Regions from separate parts of the Mus musculus genome. Here regions 1 and 2 are each linked to region 3. The links are chromatin contacts, called in public HiChIP or PLAC-seq and promoter capture Hi-C maps. All regions are on one chromosome and are shown on one strand. The core of a region is the stretch at or near the end of the contact, and the rest is flanking DNA. Distances in the headings are between cores, read along the strand shown. Region 1 has its middle 5.1 kb from the start of Gm25232. Region 2 overlaps Gm40941 (a long non-coding RNA gene). Region 3 has its middle 82 kb from the start of Gm52039.

Region 1 (4,480 bases), core at 1,573-4,072, 1.2 Mb after region 3:
TCAGGAATGTCAGGAATGACTCACCACACCCAGCAGGATTGCAGCATGTGATAGAGCATGTCTATCAGGGAGCTGGAGGGCTGTGATGGAGCTGAGCACCTCATTCGGTGTTCCACCTGCACGGTCCCACTCATTCATCACAGGACCACCACATGAAGCCAGCACAGATTTCCTTTCACTTCAGACGATTTATCAAATCTCTTCTGCTCGTGTAAGGGACCAGGACAGCAGCCCTGACTGATGAATGAATATGAACAGGGCTCCAAATGGAATCTGCTTTGATGCTTTTCAGGCAACTCTGGACCTACTCTGAGACTTGAAGTTTGAAAGTGATAAGCTGAGAATCTAGCCTGTACGCTGGCCAGGCTGAGAGGGAAGCAGAAAGATGGCTGGGGATGTAGGTCAGTTGGTACAGGGCTTAACTAGCATCTAGGAAGCCTCACATAAACAAGTCATGTACCAGGTGGAGGCAAGAAGACCAGAAGTTCAAGGTTGCCCTTGGCTAAACTACATAGTGAATGCAAGGCCAATTGAGATACATGATGCCTTATTTCAAAGAGGGTGAGTGTGGGGAGCTGGGACAATTCTGGATTGACATAAACACTGAGATTAAAGAACCCTAACAGTGGACTAATAAAAACGGGGCTGGATTTAGTGACTCGCACCGGTACCCGGAAGGCAGAGGCAGGAAGCTCTCTGTGACTTTGAGGCTCGCCTGGCGTACATAGTAAAATTTTGCCTCAAAATAAAAAGCTGGGCTGGGCGGTGGTGGCACACGCCTTTAATCCCAGCACTTGGGAGGCAGAGGCAGGCGGATTTCTGAGTTCGAGGTCAGCCTGGTATACAGAGTGAGTTCCAGGACAGCCAGGGCTACACAGAGAAACCCTGTCTCAAAAAAACAAATAAACAAACAAACAAACAAAAAAGTTGGGAAAGTGTGGATGGCTCTTAGAAATGTGTCACCAGAATGACCCTCTGGCTCTGTTTTCCTGTGGAGGGACAGAGAATTATTTGGTCTTCTCAGAACAAAGGAGCAAAAGAGCTCACGTTTAATGGTCCTGTGTCCAGAAAGCCAGTCCCTTCTGCCAGGTGAGCACATGTGGTCTCCTGTGGCCTTCTCAATCTTCACAGGATTGGCTCGGAATGTCCTATAGAAAAGAGCCGTTCTGCCTGGGGCTGCTGTCTGTTCCCAGTGTGTGTGTGCCCCTCCTTCGGTATGGGCTGCTCAAGGGTCCCTAACCTAGAGGGGGGTTGGGAGGACTCCAGAGTGTTTCTAGTCAGGCCTGAATGAAGGCCGGGCTATTGTGTTCAGACCTCTAACTTCGTTTCTGACAAAGGGCCTTCTAAAGCAGCATTTTTCATTAGCCCAAAGGTTTATTTTGCAGGCAGCTTTTCGCCATGACTCAGTTTCTGGCCCACAGCCAGGAGGCCTTGTGTCAGAATTCCTGCAGAGGAGGCCTCCGGGCCTTGGCCTGACCTCCCTCCCAGCCCCGCGGAAGACTGTACCCTTTCCTAACCGAGGTTAGGGAACCGGCATTCTTGTGCCTTCAAATTTAAATGATGTCAACATTTTAAATCACTGACCCAAAGAAGAAAATAAAAAATTATGTGGCTATCACAGCTATATCTCCTCCGTGTGTTTTAAATATAGAAAGCAGGAAGCCAAACATCTGGCAAGCGAGACTGTGTGCTGAATGTGTGGTGGCCAGGAAAACCAAGAAGAAGAAGAAGAAAAAAAGCATCAGTCAGAGTCTAGAAAAATGATGGTTTACTCTTACTGAGTAATATTTAGAGACAGGGACTGAGGAAGGATGGAAGGCAGCTGTTACAACACAGATTGGGTTGTTTTTTTTTTTTCCCCAAATCCAATCCTTCAGAAATTCTCAAGAAAAGGAAAACTTAAGAAATAAATTTCAATTTATTCAAAGACATTTTAGAGTATAAAGTAAAATAGCCTAGGTCTCCTATTTTAAAAATACAGCAAATCGCTGAAGTTCATTGGGGATCCACAATCAGGTACTAGAATTCAGTTAGAAGGTCTACTTACTTTTTTTTTTTTTCCTCGAGACAGGATTTCTCTATAGCCCTGGCTGTCCTGGAACTCACTTTGTAGACCAGGCTGGCCTCGAACTCAGAAATCTGCCTGCCTCTGCCTCCCGAGTGCTGAGATTAAAGGCGTGCACCACCACACCCGGCTGTCTACTTACTTTTAATTCAAAACAATAGCAACAGCAACAGTAATAGTAACAACAGGAGGAGATGGCCCAGTTGGGAAAATATTTGCCATGAAAGCATAAGGACTCAGGTTCTGATCTTCTAGCACCCACATAAGAAGCAAGCAAACAAACAAAAACAACCAGGGCTGGCACTGTGTCACTGTGACTCCAGAGCTTGGTGGAAGAGACAGTAGGTTCTGGGGACTCGGTGGCCAACCTGTCCAGCCACACTGTGAGCTTCAGGTTCAGGGAGAGACCCACCCTGTCGTAATAAAGTGGAGAGTGACTGACGAAGACACCTGGTATCAACTTCGAGCCTCCACAAGCACACACTTAGGCATGTACACACATGTGGGGGTTACAGAGGCAGGATTTCAAAATAATAAAAAAAAATCGAGTAGGATTCACCATACTAGGTATAACTGAAGATATAAGGACACTTGAATTCTGATATTGCCTGTGGGGAACATAATGGCCCAATCACTCTGGAACGTAGTTTTAAGAGACATTCAAACACTCAAATATGGAACTACTATATCATCCAGCTGTTCCTAAATATCTACAAAGGCTTGAATGAAGCAATACCAATCTCATGAGCCTGTGACTGGATAAACGGCTATGGAGTGAGCTGGCGTGGTGACACATACCTTTAACCCCAGCAGTTAGGAGGCAGAAGCAGATGGGTCCCTTACAGTTCAAAGCCACATAGTGAGTTTTAGGGCAGCCAGGGCTACATGAGAGAGACTAGTTCAAAAAAACTAAAAAGGTGGAATATCCACTGGGGACAATATTATTCATCCATTAAAAGGAATAAGCTGCAGGTACATCTTGTAACAGGAATGAACTTCAGCCAAATGATGCTGAGACAGAAATCTGACAGAAAAAGGGAACATTGTTTCTGATTCAGCCTTAAGCTGCAGCCAATCCACAGTCAGGTCTGTGGCCTCCCTGGCTGGGGAGGGAGGTTCCGTGCACTGTCTCAGGAGGTTCTTAGGGTCCTGGAGACATCCCATACTCTGACTGTGGTATTGGTTTCAACGACATATGTCAAAGCCCACTCAATCAGGGCTACAGATGTAGTTCATTGGATAATCATGCTTGGTGTGCAGCAGGCCCTGGGCTGGATCCCTGCTAGCACACACACACACACACACACACTCACACACACTCACATTCACACACACACATACACACACACTCACTCACACACTCACTCACACACACACACTCTCACACACACATACACACACATACACACACACTCACACACATACATACACACACACTCACACACATACATACACACACATACACATACACACACACTCACACTCACACACACTCTCACACACACATACACACACACACACACACACACACATACATACACACACACATACACACTCACACACACATACACACATACATACACACTCACACACACACACACATACACACATACACACACATACACACACACACACTCACACACACATACATACACACACACATACACACATATACACACACATACACACACACACATACACACACACACACACACACACACACACACACCTTTACCAAATTGCCAAGGATTGTGTATTAGTTCTCACTAAATCTGTTAAAATGAATAATATTTATAATCGATGAAGAAAACTTTCTATCCCAGGACCACACATGCTAACATTCTGGAAGGAGAATCATTCAAGGGGCCACGGGATGTCAAAGTTGTCGAAGCTTGTCTGGTCTTTTGCCTTTCCATATACATTTCATAATCAAAATTTCAACTTCTCTAAGATAAGACTGCTGGGTTTTGCTTAGTACTACACTGAAATATAAATCAGCGAGGGTGTGACGTTCTGATAGTCATGAGTCTTCTTCCCACGTATAAATAAGGCACGTCGTTCACTTAGCTAATTGCTGTCTAGTTTATGCTGTAGTCTATCATGGTTTCCAGTTACAGTCAGAGTAAAGTGAACCATGACCCTCACCAGAGCATGCCACCCTTAACTTCATCTGCAGGACCTGGATGTGGCCTTTTCATGTGGAAGAAAGGGCTCTTCAGATATATTTAAGCATCTTGGAAGCATCATTCTAGGTCATCCAGATGGCCCTACAGCCATAGAGCTCATGTATGAGGAAGAGGGGAAGGGGCCAGGAGAGAGAGGGACAGGGCCGTGGAGAAGACAGGCGTGAAGATTGTGGCTATGGAGACAGACACTGGAGCTAATCAGTATTTTAGCAACAAGCCAAACACTGCG
Region 2 (4,698 bases), core at 620-3,119, 1.1 Mb after region 3:
TATAAAAGGGGGGAGGTAGAGAATCTTTGGGCCAGAGTCATTATAGATGAAACAAACTCGTGGACACTGAAGCACACACACACACAAACACACACACACACACACACACACACACACACACACACACACACACACACACACAAAAGCTTTCAGGGAGAAACAGAAAATAATGTTTTGCAATTACAGCCCACAGCTGCTGTGGTTCTAATGCGCACTTGCTACACAGGTGCGGCCATTATAACAATGAATAGCGCGCATTAAAGGTACCATCCATAGGGGTAATAATACCAGGGTTGAAAAGGTATTTTCATTTGCAGCCTGATGTTAGGCAGAAAATAAAATAAGGCATTTCACAGCCAGCCTGATGGCTCAGCTGCCACATGGGAGGCCAAGCCTGAGATGAATATAGGACTCTCATGTGTGGCTCTCACAGTGGGAACCTGGCCATGGCTCCCACTAGAAAGGCTACCAAATCTCTTCCTATTCTTTAAAATGGTGAATAAATAAAAACCCTTCTGATCACGAATTAGGGAAACCGAGGCTCTTAGTAGCTCACAAAATTAGTAGGATCAGTCTGCCCGACACTTAGTAGAAAAAAAAAATTTAATGGGGGGAGGGGAATCCAAGAGTTGGGGGAATCTGGGTCTTGCCCTCGTGACTTTTTCCATGTGGAGGCCCAAAAATGTTCTGGCCACTGCCAGCTGGGAAGCGTGAGGCTCCAGATTCCACAGGCCTAGATGTTCTCTCAGCCCTTCCGAAAGCCTGGCAGGAGGACGAGGACAGAACCTCATCTCATTTATCTACTCCAACTTTTGAGATCAATAAACTCTTCACTCTTGGTGGAGAAAGAATGAAAGAGAGAGAGAGAGAGAGAATGGAAAGAAAGAAAGAAAGAAAGAAAGAAAGAAAGAAAGAAAGAAAGAAAGAAAGAAAGAAAGAAAGAGAGAAATCACCTTCAGACAATCCACTCATGCAGAGTGTCTCAGCAGGAGAAGCTGGGCAGGAAGCCTTGAACCAGCTTCATGCTCTGAAGGCAGAGGAGGGGCTGTAAATGTGCTCAGCTCTGTGAGCCTGAAACCCTCAGCGCCCCCCACCCGCACCTTCTGCAAAGTGAGGCCAATTCCATTGGCCGCAGAGCGATTTCGGAGAGGCTCACCTAGGCACTAACATAGCAAGGTCACAAATTATTACGGGAGTTTCCGCTTCTCCATCGTAACTTTTCTGGAATGGGTTCCTATATGCTGTTCAAAGATCCTGAGCCAGAGAACAGAAAGGGGTACTAGAAAAGAAGAACACAAAGTATAGCTGGCCTTCAGGACTTGCAGGTTCCACAGCTGAGAATTCAATCACAGTGGAAAACACCAGCAAAAAAAAATGTGCATCTGTGATGAACCGGTGTAGACATATTCTCTTGACACTATCACCTAAACAATCCAGAGCAGAGACTGTTTATACAGTGTTTGTGGTGTGATAGGTATTAGAAGTAATCTGTGGATGGTTTAAAACATACAAGAAGATGTGTGTGAGTTACACACAAATACTGCATCCCTTTACAGAAGGATAGCGAGTGTCTGGCATCTGATCCGTTCCAATAGGGTGTGCTATGCATATTTCTCAATGCCACAATCGGCCTCAGCCCAAGTGTCTCAGGAAGACAGTTAAAAATGTTTAGGACGCGGCAGGAAAATTGTTTTCGTGCTGCCTATCATTAACGGAAATGCAGGCAAACGATAAAACAGAAAATAGTGCCGTGGTGTGGTGTGAATTTGAAAAACTAAGGGTCCATCGGACACAGGTGGGTGTTGGCATGGTGCAGGTGGCCTGGGCATGCTTCCCCAGAGCCCAGGTGGAGAGCCACCCACAGCTCGGAAGTGTGGAAGCTCACTACCCTGGCAAAGAGATGAGGGGCATACAACCCTTGCCAGGATGTAAGCCATTCTAGGGAAGTGGGATAGGCCCCCATTTACCAAGAAAGGCAGGAACATAGCCCTTTTTAGAGGGGCCTTAAAAGTATGGAGAGGATTCAAATTAATTTGTAACTTCACAGGAAGCCTGCATAATGAAAACAAAACTCAATTGCAGTGCTGGCTGGCACACTCTGGGTCTGGAAGAACTCACACAGCAGAGCTCTGGATCGCTGCAGCCCACTGGGGAGACGCCCGACTGGAGAGCGCGGTGCTGATGAGAATGGAGTTAGGAGAAGGCCAGGACACTGTGGCGGTGAGAAAGGCTCTTACCTGTCAGTCCCTGGGCTCCCAGCGCTCGCTCGTAGCTGCTTTCACGGTGCATTCACTTTTATCGATTCATTCAAAAAAAAAAATTGTGGCGCAATGTGGTGGTTTGAATGAAAATATCCCCCATAGGCTCATAGGGAGTGGCACTTATTAGGAGGTGTGACCTTGTTGAGGGGAGTGTGGCCTGGTTGAGGTGGGTGTGGCCTGTCGAAGTGGGTGTGGCCTGGTTGAAGGAGTGGGCTTTGAGGTTTCTGATACTCAGTCAGGCCCACTGTCTGTGTGTCTCTCTTTCTCTGCCTGCTGACTGCTGATTCAGATGTAGACCTGTCAGCTACCTCTCTAGCACCATGTCCGGCTGCATCCTGCCACGCTTCCCACCATAATGAAAATGGACTAAACCTCTAACCCTGTAAGCCAGTCCCAGGTAAATGTTTTCCTTTATAAGAGTTGCTGCGGTCATGATGTCTCTTCACAGCAAGAGACACCCTAAGACAGAAGTTGGTACCAGAAACTGGGGTATTTCTGACCATGCTTTTGGTTGGAGGAATGTGAACTTTGAGAGACTTCAGATTAGGAAATCAGTGGAATGCTTTAAGCACGGCGGTGCAGCCATCCTAGTAGCAGCATGGAAGAGAGTGGCGCTGAGGGTGATTTGAACTGTGGGAGCCTGGCTCAAGCGGTTTCAGAGAAGAATACTATATGCCCTACAGATCATTCTTGTGATATTTTGGTGAAGAATATGGATGATTCTGCTCTTGTCCAAATTTTTTTTTTTTTAAATCTGCCTGAGGCTAGATTGAAGAGATTAACAGGCAGAGGAGATTTCCACAAGCCTGTGTTGCTTGGTTGTTAGTCATAACGAAGGGGCACCGGGAAATGTAAACAGATTAAAGACAAACCTGATGCCAATAAAGGGAATGGTGACCTCAGAGCAAGACCCCGCCCAACTCTGCTGCCAACTTGTGGAAAGGAATTAAAGAAAACCTTTGGGCCAGGCATGGTGGTGCACACCTTTAATCCCAGCCCTCAGAAGGCAGAGGATGGCGGATCTCTGAGTTTGAGGCCACTCGCTACGGAGTGAGTTCCAGGACAACCAGGCTTAGGCAGTGAAGGAGACTATCAAAAACAGAAAGCTGGTGACGATGTTATTGATTAAGAGGGGTCATGGTCCGGCCCAGCAAGCAGCAGAACATGACAACTTAAGCCATGCGGTTCTGTCTTTAGAGTCAAGAATAGAAGAAAGGTCTTATGAAATCTCTCTCCACAGCTGAGGAAAGCCACCTAGGCCAGGTATGTTCCTGCATGGAGGCCCAGAGAAGCCGTTGTGTGATGCTGTGAAGGTGAACTCTGGATTTCCTTGGAGACTTTAAGGATTTGGAGATGCCAGAGTCATAATAAACCTCCAGAGGAAAGTTACTAACAGCGAGGAGAACCAGCCTAAGAGAAAGAAATATGTTGTAGTCAACAAAGCTGAAAGGAGCTGGAGATCTGAAGAGGGCTTTAACATTATGTGTGGAGATACAGAGTTTGGAGTAGGCCTCGCTGGTTTTCAGTCTCGCTTTGATCCAGTATGTCTTCATTATGCTCTCTTTTAGAACAGTAATGTATATTCTGCTGTACACCATTGTGTATTAGAAGTATGAAATCTGCTTTTTTTGAAAGTTTTTTAAAAATATTTATTTATTTTATGCATACGGCTGTACTGTAGCTGTCGTCAGACACACCAGAAGAGGGCATCAGATCCCATTTCAGATGGCTGTGAGCCACCATGTGGTTGCTGGGAATTGAACTCGGGACCTCTGGAAGAGCAGTCAATGCTCTTAGCCTCTGAGCCATCTCTCCAGCCCGAAATCTGCTTTTTTTAATTTTGATTTTACAGGAAATTACAGTTGAGAGATTGCCATGAGTCTCAGAAAAGACTTTGGGCTTTTAAAGAGGGTAAATACTGTTAAAGACTATGGGGACTTTTGAAGTTGGACTGAATGCATTTCTGCATTTATGATCTGTTTACAAGCCCTTGGGGACCAGGGAGTGGGATGTGATAGCCCCCATAGGCTCATAGGGAGTGACACTATTGGGAGGTGTGGCCTTGCTGAAGGAAGTGTGTCACTGGGGGGTGAGTTTTGAGGTTTCAGATGCTCAAGCCAGGCCCAGTGTCTCTCTCGCTCTCTCTTCCTGGTTCCTCCCTACCCAGTTCCAGAACTCTCAGCTACATCTCCAGTACCATATATACACACAGTACCTGTGTGCCACCATGCTTCCCTCCATGATGACACTGGACTAAACTACTGAATCTATAAGGCAGTAAGGCAGCTCCCGTTAAATGCTTTCTTTTATAAGAGTTGCTGTGTGGTCATGGTGTCTGTCACACACACACACACACACACACACACACACACACACACACACAAATGCACCAGCCCTAATCCATGGAGAACACATCAGACCCCTAGGCTGAAGAAGC
Region 3 (4,591 bases), core at 1,315-3,814:
TTTAAGGAACATAATCCCTTTCCTCCCACTTTAAAAGCAGCTACATATATAGAAGAAATTATGAAATTACACACTTACCCAGGGAAAGGATGAAGGATCAGAGAAGACCTTAATTTTTTTTTTATTTAAGTTGGTCTTCATCTCAGAGACAGTCTAGAACAATCACAAATAAAAACAAAACTGATAGCCAGCATAACGTGCGGGAGGAGAACCTGATCTCCCAGGTCCTATGCTAAAGTACGGCCCACCAAACAAGAGAAAACCCTCAAAGGAAAAAAAATACAGGAGCAAGCATGAAACCCAGAACCTCCCTCCCCCGCCCCGCCAGGACCCAAGGGGAGGCCTACTTGATACTCACTTAAAGTAACTGTCCCAAAGATGCTCAAAGAGCTCAAAGAAAACAGAAAACAACAGAGAAAACAATGAATGAAGAAAGTAGAAGTATCAATAAAGATGCAGGAGACATAAAACAGAAGTAGAAATTCCAGGGCTGAAAAGAGCATACAGCTCAGTAGGAGTTCCGAGTAGGTGGAATAAGATTCAGCAAAACTGAACTAGGTTTTTCTTCCCTCGTCTGTAAAATGGGAACATAACAATAGAGGCTCCATCACACGGAAGAATTCATCCAACATGCTTGTGTCATGGGATCATATACCTGTAACTACATTGAACACACAAATGCATGGGCACAGTGGGGGGGGGGAGGAGGAGATATTTACCTTCTATTTAAGACATTCTCAAAAGTTCATGTGTGTAAGCATATGTTGGAGGGGGTTGGGTGTTAGGTCTGGGGGAAAAGCAGAAGAGAATCGAACCAGTTAGAAAGACCTCAAGCCTTTACTGTGGAGAAATCACCCCAGAGCCCTGATGCTGTAGATGCAGAAAGTGACCCTGCATGGGCAACCTCAGAGAGAAGACAATTGGGATGACCAGGGTGTCAGTGAAGCCTGCCTAGGATGACTGAAGAAAGTTATCATCTCGGAATATCCCTTTCCATGCTGGAACATGAGCTCACGGGAAAAGGAAGATGAGTCTTCCTTGGTAAGGACACGGAGCTGGTGCTCAGTGTGTTTGTTCTACCCTGTGACCGAGCATCTTTCTTTCTGGTACAAAGGTCTTAAGCACACAGTGCTGGCTGGTAGTGAGATGCTATGCAGGACTGTTCGAACATTCACACCATTCAAAGCTTTGAGATTTGTGACATCGGCCATCATTGTCTTAGACTCTGTAATGTTCTGCCAAGGGTCTGTATCCTGGAAACATTACTTGATCCTGCTCGTAAAATTAGGTGGGGTGGAGTCTGATTTCTGATTCCTTCGGAAGCCTGGGAGACGATTGGACCACTCGCTCCCAATTGGTCATTTCTCTCAGCGGTTGGAAGAATCAGTGCTAATTGATACTTTTTATATTTAATTACACCCAATTTCTTCTGTCTGGCTGCCCTGAAACCAAGAAGAGGAAAACAGTGTTTGACATGCAAATCTTCTAACATAAATATTTCTTAACCTCATCAGCTTCACGATTGGCCCAAATATAGACTCTTTAGGATGAAAGCCCTGGGAAGAGCTTTCTTATCTGTATTTTTGACCCCTGTGTCTTGAGACCCACTTTCTGGATGCTATCTCTGAAGTCTGGTAATGGAAATCGGCCCCTTTTCTACTTCCCTGGCACCGGCTCTCTTTTGTTCTTTACTGATACACTTATTTCCCAGTTAGCTCGATGAAACAGCTTCCACAACCTTTGTTCTAACTCTCTTTGAAACGCTAGGTCACAGAATTCTTCCCGGTGGCTTTGAGGATGTTAATTAACACAACCCAACCCAACTCTACCCTTCACCTTTTCTGGATAATTCCTGATTATGGAATGCTACCTGTGTGCCTGCAGCGCCCCATTGTGAATTCTCACAGCAATGTTATGGAGTCTGGGTTACAGGGTCTCTAGTCCTATCCTTACTTTGCAGACGTGGGAGCGGGGGCTCAGCGCTGACCTACTTTCTGAGACGTGGGTCAGGCTGAGGCAGAACCAGGCTTGAGTCCAGGCCTGGCCTGAAAATGTACTCTGGTTTTTATTCATTACCTTGTATTTTCATCATTCTCTAGAAGCCAGGGACCCCACAATGGAAATCGGATGTTTCCCCCTTATTTTGAAGCATGTTCCTGGTGGCTGTTCTCTGTGCAGACGATAAAAGACAAGCATCATGTCCTTTGCTGGAGTGGAAAAGATGTGCTTATCTCTGGGAAAAGCAGAGGAGGGGAGGAAGAAGGAGCTATCTCCCTGCAAGAAAAGCAACTTTTCAGAAGACTCCAAGTCATAAATGGGCAAGGTCCTTGGCCAGCTCATTCCTGCCTTTTATGTCCAGACTTCATCTCTGTTTTGATCACCGTGCCCTGGGGGTGGGTGAGGGGTGGGAGGTCTGTTAGCAGACCTCTGCTATCTTCTGCTCCCACTTCCAGAAAGCAAACCACAGGAAAGAAAGCTTTCCTTTCGGGTCTGAAGTCAAGTCCAAATATAACAAGATCCCGATAACTTCCGCCACCCTCCGGAGTTGAAGCCCAATTCCCTCTGCCCAGATGGCTGCTACTGAAAGGCTGCGTTCACCCACAGCGTCCTCCTTTTGTTGGCTGCCCTCTGATTGCAGCTAATGACTCCCAGCTGTACTGCCTCCAAAGACTCGGGAAGATGAATCTTTAAAAAAATAATTTAATAACTAGACTCCTCCAGGGGAGGGTGGGGTTGATGCCAGTCCGGATGCAAGACTGCCTTATCTCATCTAGCTACATGGTATTCCATGGAAAGGGAGGGGAGCTGCCAGGCCCAGGTGAAATCCTTTTCCCCGTTTGCTGTAAGAATGCGAATAAACTCTCTTTGCTAACTTCAGCAGAAAACATTAGTCTAGAAATGCAAAATAAAAGGTTACCTCTGGGTAATATAGACTTTAATTCCTATAGAGAAAAATGGGATAACATCTTTTTAGAGCTATGGCACTCTTCAAATGAGATATATTCTAGATTCCGTCTCTGGATGAAGTCTAGTAGGCGTTCATTGAACTGAGGGACTTGGCTGCCTTGAGGATTCCCTGTTTGTCTTTGAAATGCTAGGTTCTCTGGAAGGCTGATTTCAAATACTGTGATGAAGCAGACTGAGAACTGAAGACTCAAAGCACACCATCCACAAGCTCCATCAAGAATAAATGTGTAGAGGTTTGAGATTCTTGCTTCTAGGATCTTCTTCTCTTCTCTTCTCTTCTCTTCTCTTCTCTTCTCTTCTCTTCTCTTCTCTTCTCTTCTCTTCTCTTCTCTTCTCTTCTCTTCTCTCCTCTCCTCTCCTCTCCTCTCCTCTCCTCTCCTCTCCTCTCCTCTCCTCTCCTCTCCTCTCCTCTCCTCTCCTCTCCTCTTCTCTTCTCTCTTTCTCTTCCCCCCTCCTTTTCAGCAATGGTCTAAAAATGCTTTGTGAAAAGGGTTAGGAGTAAAATGCATTTATCAGCCTCAGGTTAGATCGTTTCAGTGGGCGTAGGTGCTCCTGGATCCAGAGGACCACCCCGAATCACCTTCCTCCTCAGGCACCATCCACCTTGTGTTTTGAGACAAGGTCTCTCACTGGGATCCATTGCTTGCCAGTTTGGCTAGACTGTTTGGCCAATGAGCCCATGGCATTCTCTTATCCCTGCCTCCCCGGACTGAGACTGTAGGCACAGAAACCACAGACAGCTTTTTATCTGGGTGCTGGGGCTCGAACTTGGGTCCTAACATTTGCAAGGCAAGCACTTTACTGATGGAGTCATCTCTCAGCTCCTGAAATTAAATGTGCTTCTTGAAACTTCCTCTTGGTATTTGATGGGATTTGCCATTCCACCCTCTCCATAATGCCTTCCTTTAAAATTGGATGGAATTTACTCCCTGTTTCCACACCGCACATCTGTGGACCTGGTGCAAGTGCATCCTACAGACCTGTACTGTAATATTTGTCACACCCGATAATCATTCTTAACATTTTACACCCCTGGGAATTTGTTAGAAATATTATCTAAAATTTAATTGTCTAAAAAGTCATTCTATAAACAAGAAAAGTGAAGTTGACCAGGCTTACCTATTGATCTCTCGATTCCCATATTATTAATGTCTAATTCAGTGTTTTGCTCGTAATAGATGCTCTCTCAGGAAATGAACTCTGGGTTGCGCTGCACTTGTAAGGTGAGTCGATAGCATAGTTTCAGATAGCCATGAAGCTCTAGGAATTTAACCCGAGGCAGCCCGAGGAAGGATAGGATAGCAATCTAAAATAGACAAGTTCTTGTCAAAAGGCCCTCCTGCTTCTAATGAGATGACCATGTGGTTTCTGTCTGTAAATCCATTTACGTGGTAGATTGCATATATTATAAGATTTATGTATGTTGAGCCAAAGCTGCATCTCTGTGATGATGTCTACCTCATTATGGCAGATGAGCTTTTTGATGCATTGGTGAATTTGATTTGCAGGTACTTTACTGAGAATTTTTGCATCTATGTTCACAAGGGAGATCAGCTTGTGATTGACTTTTTACATTTTATTTTACGTTTTATTGGTTGGGTCTCTGGTTTAGGAAGGAACTCCC

Evidence for each region. Promoter capture Hi-C pulls out the DNA fragments that hold promoters and counts their contacts. HiChIP or PLAC-seq counts read pairs in DNA pulled down with a chosen protein or histone mark.
Region 1: a contact with region 3 is called in a promoter capture Hi-C map of cranial neural crest. The contact joins two enhancer-like sites. A contact is called at or near these places in 1 of 39 promoter capture datasets (cranial neural crest) and 2 of 484 Hi-C or Micro-C datasets (cardiomyocytes and cerebral cortex).
Region 2: an H3K27ac HiChIP or PLAC-seq map of VIP interneurons shows a contact between it and region 3, with 27 times the contacts expected there. The contact joins two enhancer-like sites. A contact is called at or near these places in 5 of 15 datasets of contacts at CTCF or cohesin (the NIH/3T3 cell line, hippocampal excitatory neurons, large pre-B cells and 2 more), 115 of 484 Hi-C or Micro-C datasets (3T3-L1-derived adipocytes, the AML12 cell line, the AtT-20 cell line and 66 more), 11 of 115 datasets of contacts at active chromatin or transcription factors (the NIH/3T3 cell line, PVALB interneurons, SST interneurons and 7 more) and 2 of 9 other capture datasets (embryonic tail and embryonic trunk).

The regions. Positions count from the first base shown.
Region 1 is chr13:48,565,024-48,569,503 of GRCm38.p6, forward strand. No RefSeq gene overlaps it. Among named protein-coding and RNA genes, the nearest start is that of Gm25232, 5.1 kb to the right of the region's middle. Within about 2 kb of position 2,823, at least 230 of the 459 cell types and tissues checked have an H3K27ac peak or open chromatin away from gene starts, as enhancers often do.
Region 2 is chr13:48,466,537-48,471,234 of GRCm38.p6, forward strand. All of the region lies in intron 1 of Gm40941 (a long non-coding RNA gene), which reads right to left. Among named protein-coding and RNA genes, the nearest start is that of Gm40941, 8.7 kb to the right of the region's middle. Within about 2 kb of position 1,870, at least 4 of the 459 cell types and tissues checked have an H3K27ac peak or open chromatin away from gene starts, as enhancers often do. A contact at or near this core is called in VIP interneurons, where this site is marked.
Region 3 is chr13:47,317,152-47,321,742 of GRCm38.p6, forward strand. No RefSeq gene overlaps it. Among named protein-coding and RNA genes, the nearest start is that of Gm52039, 82 kb to the left of the region's middle. Within about 2 kb of position 2,565, at least 12 of the 459 cell types and tissues checked have an H3K27ac peak or open chromatin away from gene starts, as enhancers often do. A contact at or near this core is called in VIP interneurons, where this site is marked.